2 separate regions of the Sus scrofa genome follow, and region 2 is linked to region 1. Evidence: chromatin contacts called from public Hi-C data. All regions are on one chromosome and are shown on one strand. Each heading gives the region's core, a stretch centred on a gene start, on an enhancer-like site or on the middle of the called end of the contact. The rest is flanking DNA. Distances are from core to core; before and after follow the strand shown.

The links. A called contact is a pair of places that touch in the nucleus more often than the background predicts.
Region 2: a Hi-C map of liver shows a contact between it and region 1, with 6 times the contacts expected there. The contact joins the enhancer-like site here to the promoter of UBE2B in region 1. A contact is called at or near these places in 3 of 47 Hi-C or Micro-C datasets (heart right ventricle and liver) and 2 of 2 datasets of contacts at active chromatin or transcription factors (alveolar macrophages and skeletal muscle).

The regions. Positions count from the first base shown.
Region 1 is chr2:136,647,580-136,655,462 of Sscrofa11.1, forward strand. It overlaps UBE2B (ubiquitin conjugating enzyme E2 B), which reads left to right and starts at 5,236. Exons shown (of 6, transcript NM_001257356.1): 1 at 5,236-5,372; 2 at 7,808-7,883. The coding sequence starts at 5,329. CDKL3 (cyclin-dependent kinase-like 3) reads right to left here and starts at 936. Exons shown (of 13, transcript XM_021084762.1): 1 at 797-936; 2 at 341-523. The coding sequence starts at 505.
Region 2 is chr2:136,728,715-136,736,597 of Sscrofa11.1, forward strand. All of the region lies in intron 6 of JADE2 (protein Jade-2), which reads left to right. LOC106507324 (a long non-coding RNA gene) reads right to left here and starts at 1,060. Exons shown (of 4, transcript XR_001303230.2): 1 at 1-1,060. Within about 2 kb of position 5,122, at least 70 of the 83 cell types and tissues checked have an H3K27ac peak or open chromatin away from gene starts, as enhancers often do. A contact at or near this core is called in alveolar macrophages, liver and skeletal muscle, where this site is marked.

The DNA.
Region 1 (7,883 bases), core at 3,986-6,485:
AAAGTCCCAAAGAGCAGGTGTGGTCTTTTACCTCATTATAGTCTCAGCATCTGGCATAAAACCTTGCACAAAACAGACATTTCTATTAGGTATTATATCTCGATGTTTCTGAATAATTATTTCACAATATTTTGGCATAGCTTTTGTTACTTTATACCTAAACACATATACCTAATATCACTGTAAAATTACAAAATGTACACAGTAAGGTAAGCTATCACACTAGTTTTTCAATTTATACCTCCAAATATGTTAAATGAAATATTCCTTACATAATCTTTTACTCCGTAACAATTTATCTTTTGACCTACAGAGAGCAATTAAGGCAAAAGAAGCAAACCTTTAGAAACTTTATTTCTCTCGTTGCAATTTTGTTGACAGATTTCTCTGGTTTCTCATAAAATATCTTAATGGCCACTATCTGCCCAGTATCCTTACGTTTACACTTCATGACTGTTCCATAACTTCCCTCTCCTACTTTTCCAAGGGTTTCATACATCTCCATTTTCAGGCCCAGCTTCTTCTTTATAGAAAGAAAGGGAGGAAAAAAAACAAAAGTTAAAAATTTAGAACTTTATTTATTCGAGTTGGACAATGTATTTCCACAATAAACCCATACTTTAAAATAGGGAAACAGAAAAAAATAAGACTCTTTTCCACAGACTCTGTCTTTGGGAACTCTGACAGCTCGGCAGTAAAGTGTCCTTGGGGGCTTCGGCCCTCACCAGAACTCGGGGAGCTTCCTGCTGTCTCGGTCATTCCCACCAAGATTTATGATTCCCTCAGGACATGTCACCTATTCAGCATGGCTGGGGTCCCCACACGTCCTGTCATGCCCACGTCAAATATGAGGTTCCCTCAAGGCTGCAGATCAGATCAGGCCCCGGGACCCGAGAAAACCTCGGGCCTGTCCGCTCCTCAAACCAGAGTTCTTAGGGTCCCGGACCAGTGCCACGCCCGCCGCCCCGCAGTCGACTTCGTCCGGGCAGCCGCCGCCGCCTCAGCCCATTCTATAGTCCCGCTGGCCTGGTTCCACTCAGTTTCACTCAGCCAGGGACCAGCACACGGAGCCGACCAAGCCGGCTAGCCCTGGACCTCCCGAGGGCCTACTGCCATGGCAACGGCGGGGCCTCCCACTCAGGGCCTAGTGCGCAAGACCGGAACACCGGCCTGGCCCGACCCGGAAGGGAAAGTGAAAGCCGGCGGAAAGGAGTTCCCTGCGGGAGCTAACGCGAAGCTTCCTTGGGGGTGGAGCGGGGAGATACGAGCTGCAGTTAGTCGAACGGGGCGACTACACTAGGTTGGTTTCGAGAGGAGTTGGTCGAGGACCACATTTTCACTCCCGCTTGGGTGACTGTAAATCGTCTAGGGAAGGAGAACTAGGGTGAAAGTTTTTCTGACTTGGTTCTTAGATGCGCTCACGGCGGGAGAACACCTGCTGCTTGTGCTTGGTCCTAAAATGATGCCTGGTAAACCTAGGCAGAGATCGCTTTTAAAAGGAAGACACCCAAGGAAGTCTTGTGCAATTACAGTTTTCTAAGTACCTAGTTACGTTAATATTCCACAGACCTGAGTTGGGACTTCAGCTGTAGATATTGATCCTTAAAACGGGGATAAAACGGTTCATAAATCAAGAGCATTTCTTGAACACCCCATAGGCTTTAAAAAAAAATTATTTTTTTTTTGGAGTTCCCGTCGTGGCGCAGTGGTTAACGAATCCGACTGGGAACCATGAGGTTACGGGTTCGGTCCCTGCCCTCGCTCAGTGGGTTAAGGATCCGGCGTTGCGGAGAGCTGTGGTGTAGGTTGCAAACGCGGCTCGGATCCTGCGTTGCTGTGGCTCTTGGCGTAGGCCGGTGGCTACAGCTCCAATTCGACCCCTAGCCTGGGAATCTCCATATGCCGCGGGAGCGGCCCAAGAAATAGCAAAAAGACAAAAATAAAAAGTATTTTTAACTCATAATAGTCCTCCTTTTTACAAATGCCCTTACGACTTATCAAAACCCTAAAAGATCCTCATTAGGATAGCAAATAATTCAAAGGGTTCCACCGCAACAGACCGACGTATAATAGCACCCACCCTTCTCCTCCTCCAAAAAAAGAAACCCTTTATCTAATTAGTTAAGAACTAGATATGGGTTCTGCTGCAATGACAATCTCTAATGGATAAAAAGGAATGTAACCAGAAGTGCCCAGAGAATGTTGTCTTTCCTAGGCTTTCATTTCTTTTTTCTGTAAAAAGAGTTAAGTGCAAGATGCCAAATCTCATTATGCTTCTCCTAAATAAGAGAAAGCATTGCCAAATTATCCAATAAATTCAAGTCCAGTTGGTCTTGCGCCTCCAGGAACAGTTGAAGTCACTCCTGGAGAGGTTTTTAAAAGGCCCCATTCCCAGAGATCCTAGTTTAAACGAGTCAGGTTAAAGGAATTGGTATTTTAAAAGCTTCCCAAGCGTTTCTGTGTTGCTAAGGTTTATGTCAAGAGAGGTGTGGGAGAGGTAGGAGCAATGGTCTTGGTTTTTGCTTATCACCACCAACATATTCAGAATTGTCCTTCCTTTTGAAAAGTTACTCAACCATGTTAGAAAATACTTTCCACTTATGAATACGAACATCACAGTAAATCTTATAGTGGACCCACACTTGCCATACAGCACATTTATTAAATATTTATTGTTGGTTTTATATTGGCAAGGGACAAAGAATGAATCAGAGTCCCTGCCCTCTGTGAGCTTACAATCTAGAGCTACAGAATCACTACAGTATAAAATTATAGCTTTAAAACTATTCTTTCTACAAATAGGTTATGGCAGGCCTGGCAACCAGGACAGTGTATGATTCTTGCTTATACAGTAAAGCTGTAAGACTTCAATGAAACTTCACTTGAATTTGTCAAGAGTGGCTAAATTTCAGAAAGCCATAGAAAATTATAATAAATTGCTGGACAAATGACTAACAAGGATTTTTAAAAAGGTTTCTTTCAGGAGTTCCCATTGTGGTGCAATGGGATTGGTGGCATCTTGGGAGTGCTTGGACACAGCTTCATTCCCCCACGCAGCACAGTGAGTTAAGGATCTGGCGGCGTTGCTAAGGCTGCAGCTCAGGTTGCAACTATGGCTCAGATCTTATCCCTGGCTCAGGTTGCAACTATGGCTCAGATCTTATCCCTGGCTCTTTATACCTCAGGGAAGCCAAAAAAGTAAAGGGGAAAAAAAAAAAAGGTTTCTTTCAGCATTTCACTATAGGTAACCCTACTGGTGTGTTTTCATCCTTAGGTAGTGGGAGAATAAAGATTGCTGTGGCAGGGAGGCAAACAAATAAAAGTAAAAATAAGAATATTCAAATATTCACTTTTTGACTTAGAGATTTTTTTTTTTTGCTTTTTAGGGCTGCACCTATGGCATATGGAAGTTCCCAAGCTAAGGGTCAATTGGGAGCTACAGCTGCTGGCCTACACCACAACCACAGCCACACTGGGATCTGAGCTGTATCTGTGATCTATACCACAGCTCTCCGCAGTGCTGGATCCCCAACCCACTGAGTGAGGCCAGGGGTGGAACCAGCAGCCCAATGAATACTAGTCGGATTCCTTTCTGCTGTGCCACAATGGGAACCCCCAGAATTAAATTGTGAATGCACATCTATCACGAGTTAGGCCTGGCTAACTTGCTCACCAAGGCAGTTACTAAAAGCAAGAGAAAGAATTAAGGGATTGAAGAAAGGAAGGTACAAGCAAAGTGGAGAATGTTAACCCTTTCTGGGTCCGTGAAACTACAGGCAACACTTAATTCCTCATTCTATCCTATAACACACTGGGCTGAAGAATTACCCAAATGCATTAAAAGAGTTCAGAGTTCATACCAAAAGCTCTGACTGAGCACTGAGGCAACAGAGGAAGAGAACTCAATGACTTGAAGTAATCTCTGAATCCCAATGGTCAACATCACTGAGTCCCATAGTGGAGGACGTTTCAGGCCACGTACTTGCTACACTAAAAAAACGTGAAATAAGTTACCCAGTCTCTAGATACAATCTCCCATCCATGTCTGCAGTATCCCCCAGATCTGATCATACTTTTAGATTTCTTTGACACCAACTACAAATGGATAAACTCTTGAGATCAAATCCCTACATTTCTTGACAAATAAAACCATACTCCATGTTAGCTAAATCCATGGACTGTGACACAAATCCTCACATGAGAGCACACCCATAAAGGAAAACAAAATTCTGTAATTCCACAGTGATTATAAACCAACATTAGACAATCTGTACACTATTTTTTTTTTTTTGACCACCCCTGCGGCACGCCAAGGTCCGGAGCCACAGCAATGAGAGTGCTGAGTCCTTAACCACTCCACCACCCGGGAAACCCTGTACACCCGTTCTTTTATCTCTGCCCAGAATTTCCAATCCTGGAAACCCACTGCAGTGTATATGCAGACTATTTTGGTGGTCCTAAGGAAGCATTTCAAGGGATTTTACTTGCTAGGAGCCTGAGCATTCAACAATGAGAAAAAAGGAGGTCCCTTCACTCTTCCCCCACATACCATATTTGATAAGCCATTGAATCAACCAGTGGGGATATCCAAATTATTTGGGGCTCTGTTTTAGAGAGTTAAGAAACACAACAAACTAGTGCTTCCGACACATCATTGATTGCTGTTAATGAGAGAAACCAGAGACATAAGTAATAAAGGTGTATATCCACCCTGAGCCCCGTCAATTTAACCACCCGGTTCAAAAACCTGGCTAAAACTCAGATCCCGGCGACGCTCTCACGTGACCCGTTCTAATCACGTCATAGGGACACGTGGTTCTAGATACTTCGTCCCCTCCCCCTCAGGGGTGGATTGTTGACAACGCCGCCGGTAGTCACGTGATCTTGCGTCATCCCACCTCCTTTCCCTGAAATCTCTGGTCCCGGATACGTCCCTCTCTCCCCACCCGGTCGAGCCTAAGCTAGTGAAAGAGGGGGATACGAGTTGGTGTTTCGGTTTCAGTATCTCCTGATCTACAATCTCCAGTCGGAGCACAGAGCACAATAACTGGTCGACTAGTTAAGGAAACCAAAATGGATAGGGTCCCTACTGAAGGGCTCCCATAAAGAGCTCTCCTACCTCCCACCCCTTTCTCCCCAACCCCTCACTTCATGGTACCGGCGGAGGGCGGAGGGATCTGGAGGCGGCGGAGGGAGACGTCATTGCAGGGTTGTTTGTGCAGCCTCGGCGGCGGCGGTGACCCACAGTGATTCGGCCGCCGCGCCGGGGGGTGGGGGGGCTGTGCGGGACTCTTTTCTTTCGGACTGACCGCGGGGCAGCTGGGGAGCATGTCGACCCCGGCCCGGAGGAGACTTATGCGAGATTTCAAGCGGTAAGGGCCTTCATCTTCACCGGATGACGGCTCCTCCCCAAGCTGCGGGGTTGCAGGGCGGGGATCCGGGACACCTTCCCCTCATGACCCTAAGAGGGCCGCTGTGGGCCCTCCGGGATTGACGGAAGCCCAGTCCTAGCCCCTGTTCGCAGTCCGTCAGCCTTGCTTGTTCACTCCTTCGACGTAAGAAATTTCGATATCCCCTCACCACTCCCCTCCCCCCGGAAGAAGTAAGAAGATGGCTTTGGCTGTCCTAGGATTCCTTGTTGTCCACTTGGGCCAGTTGCCTGATGCCTCACCCTGGCGTCCAAACCTCATCACCCACTGCTGCACTTTGTGGTGCCCCCTCACTGCCCTAAAAGCGAGCGCTTGAGAAACCTTTCCCCCGGTAGCTGCACTAGTTGGCTTTGTTGGATGAGCCTGCGGTCTCCTCCGAGGGCCAGGGTTGGGGCGACCACCTTGCCCCCCCACCCCCCCACCCCCGCCACACGCTCACGCAGACACACACACCCCCTGCCATTCTTCAGCGAGGGTGGGATCTGATGCGCGAGGGCCGGAGGTTGTTATCCCGTCCTCTGAAACCCGACTCTTCCCCGCTCGCCTGAAAAGACCTTGAGAACTGGCGTAGAGACCTGGGACTCAGGGCTGGCAACGGCGGCTGCCAGTGCCTTCTGGAACTCAGCTCTGTGGCCTGGTGTATAAAGCCCTATCTATAGCCTCAAAGTCTGGAAAAATGCCTTCCTTGAGTCTGGCGCTAACCTGATACTCCCTGGGCCTCCTTTTGTAAAACAGGGTTGTGTAAGGAGGTGTTGGCATGAGTGAGGAGGAAGTGACTTCAGTTTTGTTGCCTTTAATTCAATACCTGGAGGTAGGGGGAGAAAAAGAGAAGACTTAGCATTGCCCTCCTCTGCACATTTTTAAGTGGGTTTCTGGGAGACCCACCCCGATCGAGACAAAATATTTAGTGTAAAAACTTAGTCATTCAGGAAGTAACCTCTCAACCATTGTAAACCCTTAGGTGAGGCCCTTGGAAGCCATTGTTTGGGGCTTTGGCCAGTTTATCATTGAATGTATTTGTAATTTAGCCTTTATCTTTAGTGGACGGCTCTCAGGCAGCATATCCATGGTCATCTGTATTCTGCTTGAGGTTGACTAAAAAGAGCCATTTGGGGGGAAACTAATTTCAAGTATCATATTACATGGCAGTCGCTATGTATACATAAAATGTAGCATTTATTTCTTTATTGAGATGAAAGTCTAGAAGGAGGTGCTCTCTTTGGTGCAAATCTAGTCTTCTCCAGCTTGAAAAGAGTATTTTCAGATTAGCTCCCATAAGTAAAATTCAAATAATAAAACTTGGAGTTTGTGGCCTGTGTTACCCTGGATGGTCACTGCAATTCTCTGCTTAATTTTAAATTGTACGCTTGGCACCTTGCGTGGTTTTCCAATGGTCTTCGGTTACAAGAATTTGACTATGACAGATACTCGAAAGTAGTTTTGTATTAATGTCTCTTGATCTGAGAGGTGGGTTTAGTATTGATGCAGAACTTTTAAATTAGGGACCAATGAAAACCTAACGGAAGCTTTGATTAAAAGCTATTGTTATTTTATTTATTTATTTATTTATTTATTTATTGTCTTTTTAGCTATTTCTTGGGCTGCTCCCGCGGCATATGGAGGTTCCCAGGCTAGGGGTCGAATCGGAGCTGTAGCCACCGGCCTACGCCAGAGCCACAGCAATGCAAGATCTGAGCCGCGGTCTGCAACCTACATACACCACAGCTCACGGCAACGCCGGATCGTTAACCCACTGAGCAAGGGCAGGAACCGAACCGGCAACCTCATGGTACCTAGTCGGATTCGTTAACCACTGGGCCACGACGGGAACTCCTAAAAGCTATTGTTAACTGAAGCAAATCGGATAAAGTGATTCCGCTTAAAACTAGTATTCTCATTAAAGTGGATATGAGTGTTTTTAGTCATTTAGTTTTTATACTGAGTTGGGTTTTTGTTTGGGTGGGGTTAGCTTTGGGGGGTGGTTTGGTGGCCATGTTCAAGTATTGGTTGTTAGGACTGAAGTCTTAGTATGTTTACAGCAGCAAAATTGATGGTTCTGTAAAAATACTTTTTTTTCTCTTAAGGTTTTTATTTATTTTTTGGGAGAAAGCACTTCTTGAAGAGATATCTTTGGTGATATTTGGAGAGAGATGGAATCCCTTTGGGATTTTACATAATCTAGAGAGATATTTAATAAGTATATATCTGATTGTGGTTGTTTTTTTAAGTCATATGGTTTATTCCAGCTCAGCACAGGAACAAGGAAATGGGTTTAGTTTGTTTCTCAAAGTAGATGTTATAGAGTCCATAGGTGTTCTGTTTGGCCTTCTTAATGGTGTTAATGTTCAACTTTTAAAATCTCTGCTCTGGATTTCCAGATTGCAAGAGGACCCACCTGTGGGTGTCAGTGGCGCACCATCTGAAAACAACATCATGCAGTGGAATGCAGTTATA
Region 2 (7,883 bases), core at 3,872-6,371, 81 kb after region 1:
AGAGCCCAGGAGTTGTCCCAGCAGAGATGACGTTTTGGGAGTCGTTAAATCTGGAGGAGCAGGGCGGACTCCCCAGGGTAGGAGTCCCCCTGTCTACTGAGCAGAAGCCGGTGTGGTGTAGCTTTGAGAGACAGGCCTCCAGGGGAAGAGCCCTGTGACGGGGCGCCCTTTCCGCATCCTGCCTCCCGTCTCTTGCAGCTTGAGTGGTGAGGACGCCGTCAGTGTGGGACGGGCTCTCCAGGATCCTCAGCCCCAGGCCTGATTCCGCCCTGGAGTCACTCAGAAGCACCTGCCCTGAGCCCTTCCCCACAGTCCTTTGAGCTCCCTCAAACTGCCCGCTCCTGGCCGGGCTCCTGGCTTTGCTCCAGAGGGCTGGATGGCGTCAGAGGGTCCTCACAAAGCGTCCAGGGTCCACTTCAGGTGGGGGCTGGGCCTGGCCATGCGCAGAAATGCGGGGCTGAGGCCTGCCAGGAGCCAGCGAGAGTGCCAGGAGGGGTTGATGGCTGCAAGGTGAGGCCATCCAGGGGACACTCAGCTGCAGTGTGTTCTCCCAGCAGCCTCTGAAGGCTCCAAGGGCTCCCCCAAATCCTGCAGTCACCTTCGTCTCCATTCTCAGCCATTCCCAAGAGCACTGGACTGTCAAGGGTGAGCTGGTAGGTGAGCAGCATCGGGTCTGTCCCCTCCCTTCCTGCCATCCTTCTGCCTCAGGTTCTGGCCGTGGGACAGTAGTGGCCATCCCTGCCTGCCGTCCTACTCTGCGTGGTAAACGATGCAACCACATGCCAGGCCCTCCTACCCATGAGATTGAGTCCTGCGGCTCTCCTTAGCTGGGTGGCACTCCCCCTACTTCTGTGTTCAGACAAGGACTCTGGCCAGGGTGTGCCCGCCAACCCTAGGCAGCCCCTCAGGGCTTGTCAGGGGTCAAGCCATTTGCCTCTCCGGTCCTGGGAAAGCCCTGGGACAGGAAACCGAGATTTTCTGAGGCTGGAAGCTCAGGCAGCCAGGACCAGATGGAGAAGGGCGTGGGGCCGAGAGGACCTGGAGAGGGCGCGTACAGACCCTCCCCGCTTCACGCCTCGTTCACCAGCCCTCTCTGGCCAGGTGATCCTCCCACCTGCCACCACAGGAGGGATCTCTGGGAAGAAAAAAGCTGAAATCTCCAGGGAGGGCCTCTGGGTATCTGGGAAGATACGGTCAGGGATAGGAGGATTGCTAGAAGAAACCCCCAGAAAACAGCTGGGACCTAGGAAGGAGTCCCCATGGGCCTCTCAGCCGGCTCTAAAACTGGATGGTGGGCAGCCTCTGGAGGAGCCGAGGGATCCTCACCCTCTCAGAGGGGACCTGATTTTTGCTGGGTCCAGGAGGCCAGCCTAGTACGCCTGGCACAGCCTCCCATGCTGCTGTTAGATGAGCCCTCAGGGAGTCCGACATCTGGGTCTTAGTGTCACTTTGGCTACCTGACAAAGTTTTGTGAGCTTCTGCCCCTCTCTGAGCCTCAGTTTCTGCATCTGTAAAATGGGTATCATCATTACAAGGGCTTAAAAGAAGTTGACTTTTTCCCTAAACATCTCCTTTCTCTGCCTGTCATTCATTCCAAAAGCCCACTCTCCTTAACAAGTTCTGGTTAAGTATTCCCTTAGTCAGGTACTCTTGAAAGGTGGCTGGGGGCACAATGCAGTTCTCATCCTCTGGGGGTGGCATGCATTTTTTTGATGCCATCAGGCCCTCCAGCCCCCTTCTCCAGAGCTGGCCCTGCCCCTATAAATTAAGACCTCTTAAGACCTGGCAAGGGTGCTGCCCCCTGTGCCATGCCCAGATGATTCCAACCCAGTAGACTGGAGCCTGGGCAGAGGTGTCAACACAGCATTCCTTTGCTAACAGGAGCCTAAGCTGTCAATTGGCCCAAGCAGGACTCTGCCACTCTGCCACACCACCCTCTATTTCAACCGACACCTGTTGGCTGAGCCCTTACTTTGTGCCAGGCACCTTGCTAGGCTAGAAGGCAGAGAGTGGGCAGAGAGAAAGGTCAGCCACTGCCCCCATTGCTCCCCAGAGACCAGTGGCATCCTCATGCTCATAGCATTCAGGTTCCATGCTAGAAAATCCTCAAGGAGGGAACTTGCCCCTGGCAGCCAGTCAAGGAGGGCAGAGAGGTTCAGCCAGGTCTCCAGGCCCCCTCACCCCCTTCATGAGGTAGCAGTGCCATCAGATGTCTGGTCCAGCAGGCTGAACAGAGAGCATAGTCCCCTCACGTTTAAGGGAAAAGAGGATCCTGGGTTTGCTATCAGGCTCAAAAGCAGGGTGCTGGCAATAAATCAAGAACTGAAAAGCAGTGTCAGTGCTTCAAACTAAATTTCCAAGCCCGGGAAACAATTGCCCATTAAAATCCATCGGAAGAAAAAAAAAAAATCTATTAAAACTTCAGGAGAAATGCTTTGCTATAAATTAGATTTTTCTGCCAACCAGGATAATTCAATAGTTTCCCCTTGACATTCTCGAGATTGCTCTTTGGGGGGATTATGATGCTTTGAAGTTGGGAGCGATTTGTTTCCAAGGAAAGACGAAGAGTGGCGGTAAGAGGGGAAGGAGGGAGGGGTCCTCCTCTGGGGACTCTGTGCCCCGGACAGACATTTTCCCTGATGGCCAGGACTGCAGGGCAGGGCTCTGACCAGGGGATGCTCCAGGCCGCACTTGACTCTGAAACGTGTGTGTGTGCGCGCGCGCGTGTGTGTGTGTGTGTGTGTGTGTGTTTTGGGGAAGATCCTGGGGTCCTCCAGTGTCATCTTAGAGTTAAGGCAGCCTCCGTCTTACAGTTTTTCTAATTAACTGTCTGAAACCTTCCTCAACTCGTATAGAACCAGGGCTGGTTTCAGGTGAAAGGCACCCAGGATCACTTGGTTCTGTGCACAAGCTGGGCAGAGGTGGCTGCCTGTCTCCCACTCTTCCTTTCTTTCTTTTCTGTGCAAGATTCAGCACCAGCAGGACCCTTCCCTTACATCCTGTCTACGTCCTGTGACTGGGGGCTTCAATCCTAGCCCCTGTTCCCCCTGGCCTCTCGGCACAGATCCAACACAGCCATGATACTAGACAGTCTCTGGCTGGCCAAGACCACTCTGGCTGAACAGGCAGCAGGCAGAGGGAGGGCGCCAGGCAAGGGCAGGGATCTGGGAGGACTAGGCCAGAAAGGCCACTGGGTACGAGCCTCCAAGACAACTATGAGGAAGGGCCAAGGGCCCTGAGTCAGGACCTGGGCAGGACAAGGCCCCAACGTCAGCCTGCCTGGCTGTGAATCCTCTACGGGCAAGTCTCAACATTTCCAGGCTTTGATTCTGCTGTCCATTCAATGGGGGTAAGACCAGTATCTACTTTATAAACAGATCTAAGTGCGAAAATGGGTATGACGCCCTAGCACCATGCCTGGCACACAGGGGTGGTAGTTGGTAGTGTCTTAGGATAGCCCTTCCCACCACAGGAAGTGCCCTGCAGGCCTTTTCCTCTCTCCATTCTCTCCACCAGAATTTGCCTGTCTTTGGGGACTTTCCTCCTAAAACAGAACCATGAAGAGGTTCTGTAGAGCCGTGTTGTCTGCCAGGCACCAGCACACAGTTGTGCTACCAACAGTGGGATAGGGTGGTTGGTATCAGAGTTTTCTCACTTTGCAGAGGCCCTGGGAGGTAAGGTGACATTGCTCAAGGTCACATGTCTGGGGGAAGAGGTGTGGAGCTGGGACTGGGGCCCTGGTCAAACCAGTTCAACCACAGAGGCGGTCACTCATCCTAAAATCCATCCATCCATCCATCCTTCTTTTCTTCCTTCCTTCCTCCCCCCACCCCTTCCTCCCTTTCATCTTTCCTCCTTGCTCTCCTCCCATGAATCAGAGCCTCACAATGGCCACTGAGACAGACTGGCAAACTGAGGCAGGGCACTTGGGAGTGATCTTCTTTCCGATATTCTCTGAACCTCAAGGAGGACGATCCTGAGGCCCAGCATAAAGAGGTCAAAGGGGAAGGAAGTGGGAGCATCTGGGAAAGTTTCCACTTAAGCAGCTGTCAGAACAAGCCATTCACTCGGACTCTGCCTGACTCATAGAAGAATTAGGGGCTTTAAAGGTCATCTCGTCCCACCCTCTTTTTGAATCATTTCTTCCACAGGTGCTCCCCCACCCTAGATAACAGGAGGCTCACCACCTCCCAGGGCAGCCCCAGGGTCAGGGTGCTCTTTGCTCCTCCACCCGTGCTGGGGTTCAGACTTGACTTTCTGAGGCAGAGCCCTGGCCCTGAACCCATGCAGGCGGGGTCCAGCCAGCAGCAGTGGGGCAGTGTGCGCCTGCTGCTTCTTATTTGGCCAGGCCCCAGGTTTGGGGAGCTAGTCTGTGTGCAGGGCAGGGGCTTTCTGGAGACTGTATCTCTCCAGAGGGCAGGGTTGAGCTGGCAGGGCAGTGTTCCCTGGGGACCCAGTCCTGTGCCCAGCAGTTTCCCTCAGAGTGGAGGTCAAAGGGAAACTCGAGACAGGGGAACTTTGCTGCCATCTGAAACCAGGCTGGGAGTTCAGCAGACGCGAAATCAAGATCACTGTGTTTGCCTCTAAATGACAAAGTTTCTCCTGAGTTAGCCCCAGGCCAGGGGATGTCCAGGTTTCTGGTTTTGCCTTGGAAGGCATCCCCAGGGGGCCTGCTAGCACCTAGGAAGGCAGGAGGTGGGGGACCTTGGGAGCTGGGAAGGGGCAAGAGATGTGGGGGTTTGGAAACTGAGGCCTTTACCGTTCAATAGCTGTGTGACCTTGAGCAAGTCCCTTAGCATCTCTGAGCCTCAGTTTCCTTGTCTCTGAATGGAGGTAATAGTGGCGCCTGCTTCAGAACCTTGATGGAGGTAACAAGACACGATGCCTGCGAAGTGCCTAACATATAATGAGCGCTCGGAAAGTGCCAGCCTTTGTTACTATTTGCAGCAGACGGGGAAACCCGTGGGAAATCCGGGCGCCTCTGGGAAGCTGGGGGTGGCGGGCCGTCCTTCCCGGAGCCCAGGGGCGGGGCGGGGCGGGGCGTCCCAGGCTGGGCCCCACCTCCTCTGTCCTCCTCCTTGGGGCCCGCGGAGCTTCCTTGTAGCCGCAGCGGCTGAGTCACTGCGGCCCGGCCTGCCTGCCGTTGGCCTTATCGCAAGACGTGCCTACCCCCGAAAGCCCCCGGCCTGCCCGCCGGGCTACGTCTAGTTTGCGCCAAGTCCCCGCGGCAGTTCTGGAAAAACTCCCGGGGCCCATGGGTCTGGGGTGCCGACGGCAATTCTGGACAAACTCCGAGGGCCCCACGGGTCGGGCTGTCTGGAGGTATTCAGGAAGAGTAAGCCCCTTACCTAGAAAACTCGCCCTGTGCCTGCCGGCACAGCGCCCATCTTTCCACCATTAGCTAAACTTTCCTGGGGAGTAAGCGGTGCTCGCTGCAGATTTCTCTCTTAAAATGCGCATTCCCACTCGGCACTTTGAAGTGGAAACCAGAAGACTGGCGAAGGGGGCGGGTGGACCCTAGGAGCCCAGAAGGGTACTGAGGGGCCGGCCCAGGATTGGCTGCCTCTTAGCCCTCTCCCAGCCCCCAGGACTCTAGGGGAAGTGGTGGGTGGGGGAGGGGAAAACAGAGCCGACAGATTCTGTAAACAGAGCCGGTTTGGGCCTCGGCCAAGGACTGGGTGTCCTGGCCCAGGCTGGGTGTGAGGCCCATCCGCGGCTCTCCAGGACACTCCGCCCTGCCCGGCTGCCCCGGAGGTGCCCGGCCCACTGCCAGCTCCAGCCAGGATGTGTCTTCAGTTTGGGGAAGTGGCCAATTCCCACGTGGAGAGTGTGTTCCGAACGGGGGGAGGGGCTTCTCCCTAAGAACCGTCATTGATCATTCATTCTCGCCAAGGGGGCAGATTCAGGCATGGGGGCAGCCTCCGGTCCCTGCAGAGGGCAGAAACTGGTACTAGGTTGTCACCCCACCCCCATCTCCACCTCCCATCCCTCCCCCTGTTCTTCTGCTGAGGGAGGCAGGGTTCCTGTGGGGTGGGAAGCTGAGAAGAGGGGCTCAAGCTCTGAGACCCCTTCAAAACCCAGTCCTGCTCCCTTGGCTTCTTGCCAAGTGTGGTATCCCATGCCCATGGCCTCTCAGGGGTAATTCAGAGAGCAGCGAGGAGTGGAAAGGAGGAAGGGGAGAGGACAGGCAACCAGAGGCACTCAAGGATACCCAGTGTTGGAAGCAATAGCCACTAGCGAGCATGAAGTGGGAAGAGGTGGCTTTGGGCATTGAAGAGAACAGGTGGCTCGGAGATACTGGCTCCTCAGCAGGTAGAGACAGCTGTGGGCTTTGCCTTGAACAAGAACATGCAAGATACTGAGAGGAATCCTGGTGACAGGAGAGGAGGGATGTTGACCAATGAGATCTGTAGGCTGGACCCCAAATGCCAGCCTTAAATTCTGGACTTTGTCATTAGGGCGATGTGCCCCTGGATGATAGTGGGTGAGGTGGACAAAAAAGTGTTCCATGGACACATGTTTGGGAAGCACTATTTTCAAAAAACCTGAACACCATTTACTGCAGGCTTTCTCAGAGCCTTTCTTTCATATGCTAATTAGCGATCATCTTTGTTTTCCAAGAGGGGGCAGGCCCCTTTTCTAAGGGCCACCTAAAGCCCAGCCCCAGGGATCTTGGTGCTCTTCTGAATACACTGGGGCCCAAGGATTAATAAGTGTATCTTACTTGCTGGCTCTGGCCCAAGTGTGATGGATGGCACCTGTAGTCACCAAGGAAAACATGGCTTTCCCAGAAACCCAGATTTAATGACCATCTCCTCAAAGGGCAGTCAGGCTGTAGAAGCCCAAGCAAGAAGCAGTGGTCATAAGAAAAATCTTTACAAATGAGTTTGGCAGACTCATGGCTATGAGTTCCAGTCTTCAGGCGACATCCTGTTTGCCAAATCAGGTCGCCAGGTCAGCAGGGATTCAGAGATACTTGGTCATGGTTAGGGAATCCCATGGCCTATGCAGAGAATACACCGACTAGAGGTTATAGTTGGAACATTAAGGCTGCTTGAGGCTGCATTCAGTGTGGTTCCTCCACTAGGGCTTACCCTGACCGGAGCTTCATATGCCCCAATGTGACTCTGTAGAAAGCACAGGAGCAAAGATAGCCCTTAATAACTGGGCTTTCTCACTGCTGTACTAAAGCAGCGGCATCCATGGTATGCTGCTCAGGGACCCCTCTGACAAAGTGTAACCAACACCAACAAGCCCTGCATCCTCACTGGGAGACATAGGGTGACCAGAAGAACGGCATAGGGAAGAGACCGCAGACCCTAGGGGACCTTCGTGCACTATTCCGCAGCATTCCCTCGGGCTCCTAGAAATCCTAAGGGCACCGAGCAGGGGGCCCCAGAAGCCCTACTTGAGCAGATGGGGATATATGAGCAGGAGCCATGCCCGGGTTCCCTTGTCCTCACAGGCTAGGAAAGCAGTGTGTGTACCTGTATCCTCGCTGTACTTGCAGGCTGCTCTCGTCAACTGTTAGATACCTTGTGGTGATGACATCTTGCGTGTAGGGTGAAAGCGTGCTGAGAAGGGAGAGGTCAGTGGGAGCTAGCACCTCCACGGAAGGGTTCCAAGACGTGGCAGGGTGGGGTCAGCTTTTCCAGTGGCTCGGTTTTAACGGTATAGAGAAGAGAGGACTGGCCTGGCCGGTCTGGCCAGCATCAGGATAGAAGCCTGGAGAGGCTCACAGAGGCATCATCAGCAACTTCTCTGAGGAGCTGCATCTCAGGCTTAGGAATGTCATGTGTCTCATGGGGGCTTGCAGAGCCCCAAGCCCTCCCCTGCATCAAGCCTCACTCTGGCTTTCATGGGCAGGTGAGCCTCCCAAGTCT